Linked DNA regions of Rattus norvegicus: region 1 is linked to region 2. A link is a contact called in public Hi-C data. All regions are on one chromosome and are shown on one strand. Each heading gives the region's core, a stretch centred on a gene start, on an enhancer-like site or on the middle of the called end of the contact. The rest is flanking DNA. Distances are from core to core; before and after follow the strand shown. Region 1 holds the start of Adamts17 (ADAM metallopeptidase with thrombospondin type 1 motif, 17). Region 2 holds the start of Aldh1a3 (aldehyde dehydrogenase 1 family, member A3).

Region 1 (7,550 bases), core at 530-3,029, 430 kb before region 2:
CCGGGGCAGGCTGCCAAAACACAGTATCAGAAACCACTATCCCACAGATATCTGCTGTGACAAGATATAGGAGAACAATTGGAGACATCGCATGCTCTGAGTGATGCCAGCCTCTTCGGGGGCAAACCATCTGCCAGCCACGTGCTCTCCTTGGGGGCACCCTGGAGAAGCAGAGAAGAATTTGGCTGGGCACCAACGTTAGCCAAGTGCTCAAGTGTGAGCGCAAAGAGAGCAAAACCACTCCAAACTTCCGGTGCCTCTCCGTGCACTTGTCATGGCTGTCTCAAACAAAACAGCGAGGCAAGGTCTTCAAGAAAAGAGGAGGGTTTACAACTGGGACAGGTGAGTACCCTGCAGTTCTCTCTGAGGGTGCATTCAGATAAATGCCTACTGTGGAGTAAGGAAATAAAGATACTACTGGACCTCTCTTGGTCTTACCTTTCGTCTAACGAAAGTGAGACTAATCATGGCCTGCCTGGGGTCCCCTCCTAGTATAAAAAGGCTCACGGGACAGAAGAGAGGTGCATAGATACCCCATTCCCCAGACAGAGGAAATGGACACTTTACTCCTTCCCCATAACGTGCAGAAAACATGCACACCTGTGCTGATGCTGAGAGAGTGGGAACATCAGGTTCATATTCGTTCCTCTAGGTGAGCTATAGCTAATTTCTCAATGCAACCCCACTTCGGCCAGGTTCAGCACACAACAGAAGCCAGTACAATGGCAGGGCTTCCCTTGTGTTCCCTCTGCTAGGAAGGCACAGTCAGAAAGGCCAAGTGAAGGAGATAGGGAGGGAGGTAGGTCTTCTCCCGCCCAGCCCTCCGCGGGACCACCCCAGGAGAAGTAACAGACTGGGCAAGGCAGACCCATAGGGGGCGCGGGCAATACCAGGCCGCCGGCGGCGCCACAGGCGCTGAGGGAGACGAGGGAGCCCGGGTGGCCCAGGACTTGTCCGGAGTAGAAGCACAGCTCCGCAGGGTGTCCGCTGCGCCCTGAGACACCCGCCTCCTCCACCTCGAAGCCTGGGGACAGGAAGCGCAGGTCGCGACGCAGCTGCAGGTATAGGTCTCGCCCAAAGGCCGGCAGGTGCAGCAGCAGGGCGCGCTCTCCCGGTCCCGCTCGAGGGTCGCCTGGAGATGCTCGCGGTCGCCGCCACTGCCGGAGCCCCGCTGCTCCCGGCAGCAGCTGCAGGTGCACGTCGTCGGGGCGCAGCCGCCTTGGGAGCACCACCTCCACGTCGGCCGCCGCGTCGCCGACAACTGCGGGGAGAAAGGACAGGCGTCAGCACCGGCCTGGCCACCAGGGCTGCCGGCGGCTCCGGCGCGGGTTCCCAGGGCTCCGTGGGTATCGCACAGCCGTGACCCCGCACTCCCTTCCCTCCCCGAGCCGGGCCTCTCTAAGCCGGCGAAGCCACTCGATCGCACCCGGGGTCGAGGGGGAACCAGAGGCCAGTTCTCCGGCCGCGGCCTTCGCTCTCCTCCTCCGGGGATGCTGTCAGCAGTCCACCCAGGCACCCGGGCGCCAGGATGCTTCGGGAAGGCACCGGGAAGGTGGCCGCATTAGTTAAGAACACTACCTGTGCCCGGGTCCAAACCCCACACCAGCAGCAGCAAGGACAGGACGAGAGGGGGCAGCAGGGTGCCGTCACACATGGTACTCGGGACCAGCAGCCCCCAAGACCGTAGCGGCAGAGCAGGGGCGCGTGAGGCGGCGACGCCAGCCGGAGTGAAGCCCTGCAGCCTTTGGAAAAAGTAATTAGCGCTGCGGACAAACCCAACATGGTAAATACTAAGCCCCACCTTCTCCTTGGAAAGTAGGTGGTGATTGGGCTTTTGCTTTCCTCTGCCCCGCCTTCCTTGTCCGTATTGGTTAGAGCCGGTCGAAACCAACGTGCGTAGTTAGGTTGTAAGCACTTTCTTACACGTGGTTTCTAGGCAGTAGGTAGACTGTGACACCAGGTGGCAGGCGCGAGCCAACTCGGTTGTGGGGATCCTGGAGGAGCCAGGAGGCCACCAACCTGGCCTTCAGTTTGTCCTCAGTTGGGAGATCACCTCTGAGGCTGCTATAGCTTCCCAGGAAGATAGGCCAGATCAACCAGTTACGTACAAGAAAAAAAAATTGTGTATTGAAGTGGCTCCTATTTTTGACTTGTTTAGGCTGGAAAGACCCAGACCAGTGTTTCTAGCACACCTGAGTTCATACCTGACTTCTATATCTACAGTGTGTCTCCACAGCGCACAGGCTTCTTGAAGTCTTTATATTCACAAAAGCCAGGAAGGCGTGATAACACTGCCCTGAAGACTGGGAAACCGGGGAGAAGAAAACGTAAGGAGTTTGCTTAAATTGGACAGCTCGTTTCTGTCAGAGCCAGGCCTTGAATTTGTGAGCCTGACTTTAGGTCAGGTGTATTTAGGGAGGCATGTTAGCTGAGGTTTGCACAGTAGGACACCAGAGAACTGAGTGTGGCAGACCCTGAACTTCAACGCTGGTTTTCAAGAACAGAATGAATATTCCTTTCCCCAGCAGTATCTAAGCAGATATGATGATCCCTACAGGTAATTCCATTGGCCTCTTTAAAATGTCTTACAGAAAGCAGGACTGACAGAGAAAAGGATACCACAGTGGTCACAGACGGCTCCCCATCTCACCTATTTTTGGTTTGTCTGTTTGCTTGCTTGTTTTTAAAAAGCAAAACTGTGACAGGCCCCGACTCACCCCTTCATCACAGGATCTAGGCTTCACCACAGGGTTATATGACCAGAAAGCATCCAGAGACAAGGTAAGAAGTTTGATGCCCCTGCCCTGGTAAGTTGTCTGAAGCTCTCCGCAAAGGCTTATCACAGAGTGCGCTGCCATCTAGTCTCTGATCCAGTGGCTGCCACTCACTGGTTGGCAGCTGAAGGTGACTAGGAGGCGTGGGTCAGGCTCTGCCGGTGGCTATGAGTAGGGTTTTGTCTCACTTGAGCTTTGAGAACTTAACCATGACCTCAACCATTATGGGGGAAACTAGAAGGAAAAAGACATGCTTAGCCCCATCTGCGTGTAGTCACACAGCAGCCAACTGTAGTGACAGCCGGGGACGTCTTTCCCCTGAGAGTGGTTCAGTTTCTTCTCTGTAACTCAAGGAGCTAAGCTATGCTGTCTCCCCCTGGAGGGCTAACTTCTAATCATTTAGACTATTCTTGAAAATAAAAACAAGGGCCTGAGAGATACCTGACATATCATAAGCACTTTTTTTTAAGATTTACTGAATTTATGAAGAAAAGAAGAAAAGTGATTGATCAAATCAGACGTTTCAAAGACCCCTATAACAAGGCCCCAGACATTAGCACAACGAACTCCATGGTACAAATGCCATTCAGGCTATAAAACTCAGCACCTAGACAGAACTACCTTCTAACACTAAACCAAAGGCTGTGACAACCATAGTTGTAGGAAAGGCTCTGAGTGTACTAAGCTTGCTCTTCAGCTTCTGTAGTTCTGCTTCTGGCTAACTGTTCTTGTTAACAGTATGTCAACCCGGGACATGGTTTTGTGCTTAAAAGCTCACCCCGATGAAGGCTCAGGACTGTACTGAGATCCTGAACATCCCATGTGATTTCTGGCTTGCTAATGGACTTTCTACTGGCTTAAACCCATGGCTGGGCCGTCTTCTCTGCTGACTACCCGACAACACTCCGGCTATCAAATGTGCTAAGCAAGCATCGAACCCATGCCCTCCTCAGTTCATTGTTTGTCATTCTTTCTTGTCTGGACCCGTTTCAGTTTGGCAAGTTCATGGAGGTTGGATTAAAAACAGCAACAGTGATTAGGGGCCAGATGTTAAATAGTCCTCTGTTAGTGAGAAAGCAAGGGGACATGGAAGGCCTCCGTTGTTCAAATAACCCCACTTCACTAATGTGTACGTCTGCACCCAGCACCCCAGGCGTTGCTGATGCATAGGAACACTAATAAACACTTGGCAGATGATCAGCGGCTCAGTAGTGTCTCTCCTCTTTTATGTGTGCCGCTCAAAGTCTTCTTCCACTACGAAGGATGCTTTGAAAGACACGGCTGAGCAGAGAAACCGTGACCGGCTCTCTGTAACTAGACTGTGCTTATCAAATATACTTAGTTGCTAATATCTGAACTCCACTGAGCTCCAGTGAGCAGAGAGAGGCTATTTATTGCATGCTGTATTTATCACATGCTGTATTTATCACATGCTGTTTGTTTCATGCTCTAACTACTGCAAGGAGCAACAGTGTCATCGGTGAGGAAATGAAGACATGGGAAACTGTCCGTTCATAGTGGGAAAGTAACGCTCTGGCATCTCTTTTAAAGTATCATGAAATGTCTCAAAAATTAAATATAAAGTTACCACATGGTTCAGTGTATAGGATAGAGATTGCCAGAAGCTGGAGGGAGAAAGGGGGAGGGAGGGAGGGAAGGAAGGAGAGAGGGAGAAGGAGAGGGAGAGGGAGAGAGGGAGGGAGGGAGGGAGGGAGAGGGAGAGGGAGAGGGAGAGGGAGAGGTGTTATTTAATAGGCATCTGTGTAGAGTGACGGTAAGGGTAAGGTTAGAAATGATAAAGGTGTTGGCTGTGCATCCTCACTTCTGCATTTGGAGCTGTGAGTCATACACTTAGGATGCTAAAATGGTGACTTCTTGGTTACAAAAATTTCACCACAATAAAATACAATACGCAAGGAATACAACCCAGTTTTTAAAAGTGCACAAGACTCCAATAGACATCCTACAAATAGAAAAATAAGATTTATAAAGACGGTCACAGTTGTTTGTCTTTGGTCATATGCAAATGAACCATAGTAAAATGACTATCGTATACCTATTAGAAAGGGTTAAAAACCGACATCACAGAAGCTGGAGAGATGGCTCAGCGGTTAAAAGCACTAACTGCTCTTCCAGAAGTCCTGAGTTCAATTCCTGGCAACCACATGGTGTTCACAAACATTTGTAATGGGATTCGATGCCCTCTTTTGGTGTGTCAGCAGTCAGCTACAGTGTACTCGTTTATATAAAATAAATAAATCTTAAAAAAAAAGAAAAGAACAGATAACGCACCAACCAAGTACTGGAGGGTGTTAATGGAACCAGAATTTACAGATACAACTGGTAAAACTGAAATAGTACAACTGCTTTAGAAAGCATTTTGACTATTTCTACTACTTTTCTGAGACCAGGTCTCGTACATATCAGCCTGGTCTCAATGCTGAGCCTGCTGTGTGGCTGAAGATGACCTTGAACTTCTGACACTCTTACACTTACTTCCTGCATGCTGGTTTGACAGGCAAGCTCATGCTTTTCAATGTGTGCTGGGCCAAACCCAGGACTTCTAGCATGATAGGCAAATACTCTACACTCCAGCCACAGCCCTTGGTAGCTTCTTTAAAAATTATCACACACCTACACCGTTATGTCCCTATTCCATGCAAACTTGTATACCCACACAAAGAATTGATGACATGCGATGTCATTGTAAAAATCCCAAACTGGAGACATCCTGGGTGTCAATCAACAGGCGAACAAACGAATAACGTGTAGAAGGGCCATAGCCAACAGGTCACTGTGGTGCTTACAAAGAGGTAGAAGAACTGTTGATGCCTGCCACAATATAAATTAATCTCAAAGTGATTATTAAATGGAGAGAGCCACATTTAAAAAAAAAGTACAATGTATGTGGTTTTACTTACATAAAATCCCAGAGAATACAAACTAATTTGATAGTGGTGGTGCACAGAGGAAGGATGCTGAGGGGCAGAAGGAAACTTTAGGGGTATTAAGAGCGTTCATGGAAAATTGTGGCGATGTCTGAGGGGCGCTTACATGTGCCACAACAAATTGTGAACTTGAAATTCCTGCAGTCTTGTATTCCTATAAAAGAGTTTGGAAACCAGTGTTGAACCTGAAAATTCAGAAGGTTGAGATATGAATTTGATCCAATACCTTTTGTGTCATTAAAGTTCAAAGCAATAGTGTAAGGATGGCAGGTTGATGGAGCGGTGGGTACCAAATACGTAGCAGATCAGAATCCTCTCTTACAGAGCGGAAGGCAAGGGATTAAGAGAAAAAGAAATGAACAAAGGAAAGCTTTGGTACGGTTCTGTGGCTGGAACTGGCAGAAGAAGATGAAACCAGATCTGTCCAGCTAAGATCCTGGGGGACAGGGTGCCAGAGGTGGGGGCATAGAATCGGGTAAAGAAGGGGGGCCACAAGAAGAGAAGACAAATGGGTTTTGAAGATATTGCTGGCAGCTTCCCTCCCAGAGGGCTTGGCTGTGAGCCCAACTACTCTGGGGCTATCTGAGGGTGAAGTTACATGGCTATCAAATTCTCCTTCCCTGGAGCCTCCAGAAGGAAGCTTGCCAAGAATAAAAGTGGGGAAGCCCATCACTTGGACTCTCTCTTTTTTTCTTTGGGCTTGATTCCATGGTCCCCTCACCTCTGTGTTTCTCCCAGGCACCCTCACAGACAGAAGACCTGAGTGAGAACTGGGCCAAGTGTGGGCCCGGGATGAGCCCCTGGTGCTGTATGGTGCGTTTGCTAGACTACGGACGCATCCCAAAGGCAGGGCTGGAAGCTGGGCGCCATCTTTGAAGCCACTCCCTTAGAGACCTGGAACAGGTGTGCAGTGCCTCAAGTGTACAGTGTTAGCATTCCTTATGACCTTCTCTGCGGCTGAGCTGTCCCCAAACACTGTCGGGGTCCATCCCTGGGGACCAACTGAGGTGGCTGAACCCCTTCCATGCAAGCACCCACACATTCTATAGCACAAGTGCACCATCTGGGCCCCACTACAAGCCTTGTCCTTTGTGAGGCTAGTAGCTGGACTGGGTCTCCTAGTGGAAGTGAGGAGTTGTGAGGAGGCCAAATAGGACCTGAACTTGGCTAGTTCTGGGGTCATTCCAGAGGCCTCTCAAAGTCTCATCCCTTTATGTGTAGAAAAAATGATTGGTGACAAACAGCTCCCCAAGCAGGGGTCCAAGCACACAGGCAAACAGGCACTTCCCAGGGGTTTTGTGTGGACAAAGTCATGGGCACATTGCGAGACAAGAGGCTAAGACAATAAAGAACACAGAAGTTACTGGGGGAGCTAGGACGTGTTGGGTCAGGACATACAGCTCCTAAGGAGTTCTCCACTTCTGCCTGTCACCTCTCCTGTGCTCACTGACTGAATTCCTTCCTCGTGTCCCCTCACTCTTGAGTTTGCTCTTCTGTAGACTCACATATACACAGGCACACACACACCACACACATATCACACACAGACACACACCACATATACACACACACACACCACATCACACACCACACCACACACATACACACACACCACACACACACACACACACACACACACACACACACACACACATGGAGAGAGAGAGAGAGAGAGAGAGAGAGAGAGAGAGAGAGAGAGACTGTTCCTGCACACAAGAGGTGGTGAACTGCCCATTACAGAACAGAAATAGTGCCTGCAGAGGCTGCCTCTCCCTCTGAGGGGGATCCCAGGGCCAGACATCTCCCTGAGTCCTCTAAACAGAGTGAC
Region 2 (7,397 bases), core at 995-3,494:
TTGTTACCTAATAAAATACTTAGCACCTCAATTACATCAGGTGCCCTGGGGCCACCTTGGGACACAGGTACATCCCTAGGTGAAGAAATGTGACAGAAGACTATTAAGAGAAACCTCTCCTTGCATCCTGCACCACCCGTTCCCTCCGTTCGCCTTTGGCTCCTCCAGGACAGTGAGGTCTAGGACAAGTATCCACCTGCCTCTGTTTACTCACCTGTAAAATGAGAACTTGAGCATCTCAGCTTCTCCCTGTCTGCTGGATGGTGAGCTGAGGGGTGTGGAGGAAGAGACTTCCAGTCAGGACAAGCCCAGAGCCAAGCCCATCCCCCCTGACCTGCTCTTTGGGAACTGCCTACTGCAGGGAACTATCTATGGTTGAGTATTTTGCTCTGACCTCCGGGTCACGTGGAGTTAGTAAGAGGAGGAAGGTGAGCCAGTCTGTCTTCGGCCATTGCCAATGGATCCCAGGCTCTGCAATGAGGCAGCCTGCATTGTCCACTCTGGTCCACCTTAAAAGAAACAGATTCTTACCAAAAGGGGGCAGAGTTCTAATCCCCAAACCCATTTGCCTCCCCCATCAGTCTAACAATTACTTGATAAGTTCAGTGTCCTCTGTACATTTTTGGAGTTTGTATTTTCTTAAAGACCTGTCAAACTGATAACCCAGACAGGATCCTCGGAGGACAGGAGTTCCCATAGGCTTGTGACAACTGCCAGGCTTTGGTCTCTGCACAGAGAAGGGTCCTTTCAGCATTTCAAAAACACTCAGATGGCAGGACTCAGCATCCAGGGGCCCTAGTGTGAGACAGCCTGGATGTTTTCAGTAGACCAAGGTGGGAGTCATAGGACCAGCTACACAGGCAGGGAGCCCAGAAAGAACAGGAAAGATGGAGCAACAGTGACCCTAGTGTCAAAGGCAGATTCTCAGAAGCCTGTCGGTCCTTGCTCATTTGGGGGCCACAGTCCCCCATCCCCATTCTCATCTGCTCAATCCCTAACAGCAGGAAACCTTCCCACTGTCTGAGAGGACAGAGCTCAAATAGGGCCTTTCTGAAGGTTTACTGCTCATTGGTTATCCAAAAGGATTCCTAGTGACGGTGCAGTGAAGAGGAACATGGTGAACAGAAATGGACACTGAGTCCTTAGAACAGACAGAGGGAGCCACCTTACACAGAAGCACATGGCCGAACCTCTCTGAGGACTAAACCCCCTCCTCTGTGGGGAGTTCAAGTCTCACCTACTGATGCAATGACCTTACAGCTGGGTGAGAGGGTTTCCCATTTTTCCCATGAGGCTTAAGTCTAAGTCCTGGGTTGAATAGAGCATTTCCTACGCGACAAAATAAGAGGAGTTGGACATGCTTTCCCACAACCCCTTCTTGGCAGTTCTGAACAACATAAACATTATGAGCTTTTAGTCTGAGAGCAACTAGCTGTAAAGATCTCATGTCTTTTGTTTGGGGGATTTTTTTTCCAGTCTTTTAAACGGAAGTTTAATTTGTGCGTTTCAAAAATTAAAGTAATTGACTCCCTGGGGCTGTGCGTACTTATGAAGGTCACAGGACCAGCAGGCAAAACTCCCAAGTGCTGAGCAAAAGAGCTGTCACTTAGATTTTGCCTGCTGTCCTGGGTGTGAAGGAAGTTCCCAGCCGGCCGGGCTCCGAGTGGACCTCCTCCGCCGGCGGCCCTAGCTTGGGAAGGATGGAGCCTAGGCTTCTGGCAACTAGACCCCAAGTCGAGACAGTCACGCATGGTGGCCACAAAACGCTTAGATCCGGGGAGGCGCAGCGCAGGGTCCCAGAGCGAGCGCTCACTCCCGCCGAAGTTTCAGAGAGCGGCTGCGGTGGCTTGGGACCGCAGGTGCCTCGGACAAAGTCTCGGGATTGCCCTGAGAGAGGCCTGTTACTGTGATCGCTATGAGCCAGCTCCCTGCCCAGACGGGTGTCCGACCCTTGCGAATTCCTGCCCCCTCTAAGCTTGCTGTAGGACAGCCTTCAGGGCTGTGGAAGCCCGCGGTGTGGCCACCCGGCGATGCGCAGAGCTATCTGGCCGCCGCTTAGGTCGGGCTGGGACCGTCCGGCTCCCACTGGGGCAGGGACAGCGGGAGGGGTGGCTGCGGCGGCCCGGTCCCCTCCTCCTCTCCCGCGCCCGCCCTCCCTTCCTCCGTCCTGCAGCCAATTAGGCGGCCCCCTTGGGCGGGAGGCGTGGGGCGCTGCATAAAGGCGCGGAGCTGTCACCCTGAGCAGGCTGCGCACCGCCCAGGCCGAGCCGGTGCGTCGGGGACACGGACCAGGGAGTGCGAACCAGTCATGGCCACCACCAACGGGGCTGTGGAAAACGGACAGCCTGATGGGAAACCGCCTGCCTTGCCGCGCCCCATCCGCAACTTGGAGGTCAAGTTCACTAAGGTGAGCAGGGCTACCCTTGGACTCGACGGCCTCAGATTCCTGCACGGAGCAGCTTGGTAGGGAGGAGAGCAGAGGACCAGGAGCCAACACTGCTGGGAGTCCGCAGGGAGCTGCCCACACCTGAGCGTCTCTGGTGCAAGTCCGCTCCTTGGAAACTGCACTTTTTTGAGGGGCACCCAGAGTGGGAACCCCAGCTTCTGGCTGGGTGAGCTAAACCTCAAAGCCTGAGGAGCAGGAATGAGGCAGTGCAGAGCCCAAGGTGCAGAGTTGCAGCCTGCAGAGACCCCGGTGTGTCCCGGCCACCGCCCACTTTGAGTGCTGGTGCTTTTGGCGAATGAGCATAGGGTGACTTCTTGGTAGAGGGCTTTCTGGGCTTTAGGATCTGGGTTGGGGGTGCCAGGGTCGAGGGGAGCTAAAGATACCTGAGGACTCCACAATGAGTTTCGAGTCTGAGCCACACCAGGAACTGTAGCTGGTAAGTAGGTCTTCCTGGGCAATGAGAGAAGGGTCCGGTACCTTCCCTGTGTTCTGTCTGAACCCAACTTACCAGAAGAGCTGGGGAGGAAAGATGGAACGTCACTGATCAAGGACTCTAGATCTGGGCCCAGGGAAACCACTGCTGGTTGAACAAGGCCACAGGCAGTGACCAGGCCTAATTCTTGCTCTTTCCGGGGAGGCTGGCACTGGCAGAGTGGTGAGATCTGAACTGCAGGGTGTCCCTGAGCTGCAGGGACAATGGTGATGTCTGGCAGCAGAGAAAGCTCAGGGAGGAAGAACAACTCTAAAAGGGATGCGCTGCTCTGCCTGCTAGGTGTGTACAGCGTCTGAGGGACCGCAGATCTCTCAGGTCTGGAAACTTCAACCCCTCTTATTTTTCCCATTTTGTCCACGGATCTCAACTCCGGCTGACATAATGCTTAGAAACCGCTTTCATCCATTTTATTTTCAAAAGTAGCAATTATCCCTCTCGCGTAATTTTAATCAAAAGGTGAAAGTGGCAGGTCGCTATGTGTGGGCTTCAGATTCTGTTCTGTTGGGACTTGGTCCCCGAAGTCGGCCATGCCGACATATAAATTGCATGACATTTACACGAACTGTTTTACCAAGGAAGGCTCTGTAATCAAGAGAGGCACAGCCCCAGGAGGACTGAAAGTTGTTTTTTTTTTTTTTTTTTTTTTTAAATATAGTTTCCTTAACCGTGTAAGCTTCAGAAGGAGAATTCCAGCATCGGGGCTGGGAACCGAGCGAATAATGGCTTCATTTTTCAGACCTCACTGTGATGATCCGCTCTTGTTCTGGTAGTGGCTGCTCTCTTTTGTTTTTACAGTTCTATAAAAACACCACAGCAGACAGAAAGTGAACAGGATTGCCTCTTCGCTTAGTATCTTACTGAATCCTCCCACAACTGTCGGCCACAGAGCAGGAAAAGTTTGCCTCTTAGGCGATTCCCTGGAACACTTTAAAATTTAAAGATGCAGCCTTTATGGAAGAGGATTCTGGGAGGTTGTCAGAGGAGTCATTGGTTCTGACAGAGCCCCCTGCCTTTTGAGGGTTGAAGGTCCAGGGGTGTCTGACAGAGACTGGGGAAAGAAAGTGAGATGCAGGGAACCGAGGGCTGCAAGCCTTGGGACGTTCCAGGAGATACAGCTGCCTGATGTCCTGCTACACCTTTCATCCCTTTACTGGTTCCAACCTGCTCCCTCTTGGCTTCTCGTGCACCTCTGCAGAGACCTCTAATAACAATGAAAAAGTCAAGGTGAACCTTGTACCATCAGGGTGGCCTGAGCTAAGGAAGGAAGGCAAAGATGTGGAAGAGCAGATCCAGACCCAGCACCAACAGTGGGCTGTGAGCATGTGAACCAGCAGAAGTGTGCAGTTTCCCTGACTCGCCGTGCTTCTCCAACATGGAAGGCTGCTTTGAGCTCAGGCAATGGCAGGGTGACTTACCAGCTTCCAGAAGGATGATTGTATCAAAGCTCCTTCAGTTGTACTCGAACTTTCACACTGGGCACAGGGTCATGTGGGTGATTCTGGTGAGGAGAGGGAGGGTCTTCTGGGGTTTCCCATGCTGATCTTAGAGGATGGCAGGCTCTTCTACTTTAGGGACCCGCTTTCTTTATAAAGTCTCTTCCAGAGGTCCTCTGTCAAGGTTTCTAATTCATCAAAATACAAAATGTTACCATCTCTTTTATGAAAAATAAAATTCCCCCAAATCTCCCGAAAACATAGCCACTTTGAATTTAGCTGAGTCCAGTGGAAGTTACTGGAAATAATGCTAGCAGGGTTCTCATGTGTGACCACCACCTTTACCTCCATCCAGAACACCTTCCGGGGCCTTCAGTAACAAAGTACGAATTCTGTCCGCCTCTTACGGTATCTTTAACCTTATACCTCAATAATGTCCCAGTCCTACTGGTTCTCAAGTCAGTGGAGATGTTTTCATTCTATACCAGTCAGCTAGTATGTTATGATTCTCAACAATTCAGCTGACATCCGTGGTGGGCCATGCCCATGGCTGTTTCCTTAGTTTTGTTTATACGTTGTTTTAGTGGGTAGAAAACCGGCGGCGGGAAACCAGTTACAAGATCCTACTTACTGGCAGAATAAGGAAAACAGCTTTGCTCAGTGAGAAACACTGTGAGGGGAAATATGGTCAGCCAGTCTGGAGGTTTTACTTGAGGTTGCTGGCTTGCAAGGTCTAAGATCAATGTCATGAGCAACCAAGAAACACACACACACACACACACACACACACACACACACACACACACACACACAGACCAACACACTCATAACATACACACATGTACACCTACACACACATACACACACACATATACACACACACCTACACACTCATAACATACACGCATGTACACCTACACACTCATAACATACACACATGTACACCTACACACACATACACACACACATATATACACACACACACCTACACACTCATAACATACACACATGTACACCTACACACACATACACACACATATACACACACACCTACACACTCATAACATACACGCATGTACACCTACACACTCATAACATACACACATGTACACCTACACACACACATACACACACACATATACACACACACACCTACACACTCATAACATACACACACATACACACACCTACACACACATACACACACACATATACACACACACACACACCTACACACTCATAACATACACACACATACACACACCTACACACACACACCTACACACTCATAACATACATGCATGTACACCTACACACACACATACACACACACATGCACGGACACACACGTATATATGTATATATTGCCTATTATAGTTTTTCAAGAGTGTGCCTAGAGATGAGGTGTGTGGCAGACACCCGATCGCCGCAGTCCGCCTCCATTCCCTGCTATTTAGAGTCTGTTTTACCACCTTCTCACTTTCCCTCCCCCTTGGAACTGATACCAGGAAGGACCTAGAATCAGCAGTTTTCACTGACAGTCTCTATTATCTCACCGACGAAATTTCATCTTCCTTCAAATGGGCCTGCTCCTGGCTTCACTTTCCTCTGCACACTGACTTAACTCCTTCTCCGCTTATTAATTTCTCGCCGTTGCCGAGTGATTACTTGCCGCACGGCAGAAGTGAACTCTTGGGTTTGGTTTCAGCTGGAAGAATGAACCTGTAATTGTAGCCAGGCCTCTTCCTTGCACGCTCCCCTGGGGGCCCGGCCTCACATGGAAGGTACTGAGCTTCCAGAATATGTTTGGGTATCTCCTACTGCGACTTCATGCTCAGCTCCAAGCTCCATATCGAGGGGCTGGGGCAGCCGCTGCTCACCGGCCTAGCCGAAGCTTGCCCTGTGTCTGAGATTCACTCCAGAGGTGGCCTGGGGTGTTTCCTATTTGATAAGCTTCAAAATACACACAAGGGAGCCTGAAGAAATGGTAACCAGCCACACACTCATGGCTCGCTCTCTCTCTCTCTCTCTCTCTCTCTCTCTCTCTCTCTCTCACTTGCTCTCATCTATATCTACTCTCATCAGGGAATCCTTGTGTGCTAAAGGATTCACCTTCAGTCACTGAAACTGGCTCTGCAGTGACACAATTATTATCATTTTACTAACTTGCATGAAGTTATGTGATATGTTTTGGGCTGTAGAATTCCAGCACACGGCAGCCTTTTCTGTTGATGGGCTGCAAAAATGAGGTTCCAGGAACTACAGCACAATGGTGGCTACCCTGGTGGTTGTCCTGATGGCTTCCCTGGTGGCTTCCCTGGTGGCTGACAGACCTTCCGTGCCATCAGAGCCTGCTTTGTGTGTTACTTGTCTCCTCTGTTTCTGGTTCCTTCCAAAAGCCACATCTTTTGGTTTTTGCTTTTTAAATTTCATGTCCATTGATATTTTGCCTGTATGTACGTATGTCTGAGGGTGTGGGATCCCCTAGAACTGCAGTTACAGACAGTAGTGAGCCATGATGTAGGTGCTGGAAATTGAACCCAGATCCTCTGGAAGAACAGCCAATGCTTATTACGGTTGAGTCACCTCTCCAGTCCCGTGAAACCACATGTTTGGGCGCCATCTTTTAAAGGTGATTAGAGATTAGAACACAGTCTGAATGGGTAGAATTCGTCTCAGTACACTGATTTGATAAATTCCTTTCAAATAATTCTATTTCCAGCTGTGTTTTGGATAATTGGGGGCTTCTATAAAATAATCTCTTTGCGAGTTACTTATTTCTGGATATAAATTATGGTTTACTATATCACTTAAAGTAATCTAAAATGTTCCTAACCCAAAGACTTAGCTTGGTGTTCCAACACTGGCTTCGTAAAAGACCTCAGGAAGTAGACACTGTGAGGGACGCAGAGATGATGCCACCGTGTGGCTTGAGGAAGCCTAAGGATTTATGGGAAGATCTCAAGTAAACCTAGGTCCTGGGGGTCTTACTTGCAAGGAGGAAGTGTGCACAGCTTATAGCTTA

Evidence for each region. A called contact is a pair of places that touch in the nucleus more often than the background predicts.
Region 1: a contact with region 2 is called in a Hi-C map of hepatocytes, with 2.1 times the contacts expected there. The contact joins the promoter of Adamts17 here to the promoter of Aldh1a3 in region 2. A contact is called at or near these places in 3 of 12 Hi-C or Micro-C datasets (Schwann cells, hepatocytes and kidney).

The regions. Positions count from the first base shown.
Region 1 is chr1:129,850,292-129,857,841 of GRCr8, reverse strand. Adamts17 (ADAM metallopeptidase with thrombospondin type 1 motif, 17) reads right to left here and starts at 1,779. Exons shown (of 23, transcript XM_218753.11): 1 at 1,579-1,779; 2 at 891-1,261. The coding sequence starts at 1,654.
Region 2 is chr1:129,422,490-129,429,886 of GRCr8, reverse strand. It overlaps Aldh1a3 (aldehyde dehydrogenase 1 family, member A3), which reads left to right and starts at 2,244. Exons shown (of 13, transcript NM_153300.2): 1 at 2,244-2,407. The coding sequence starts at 2,309.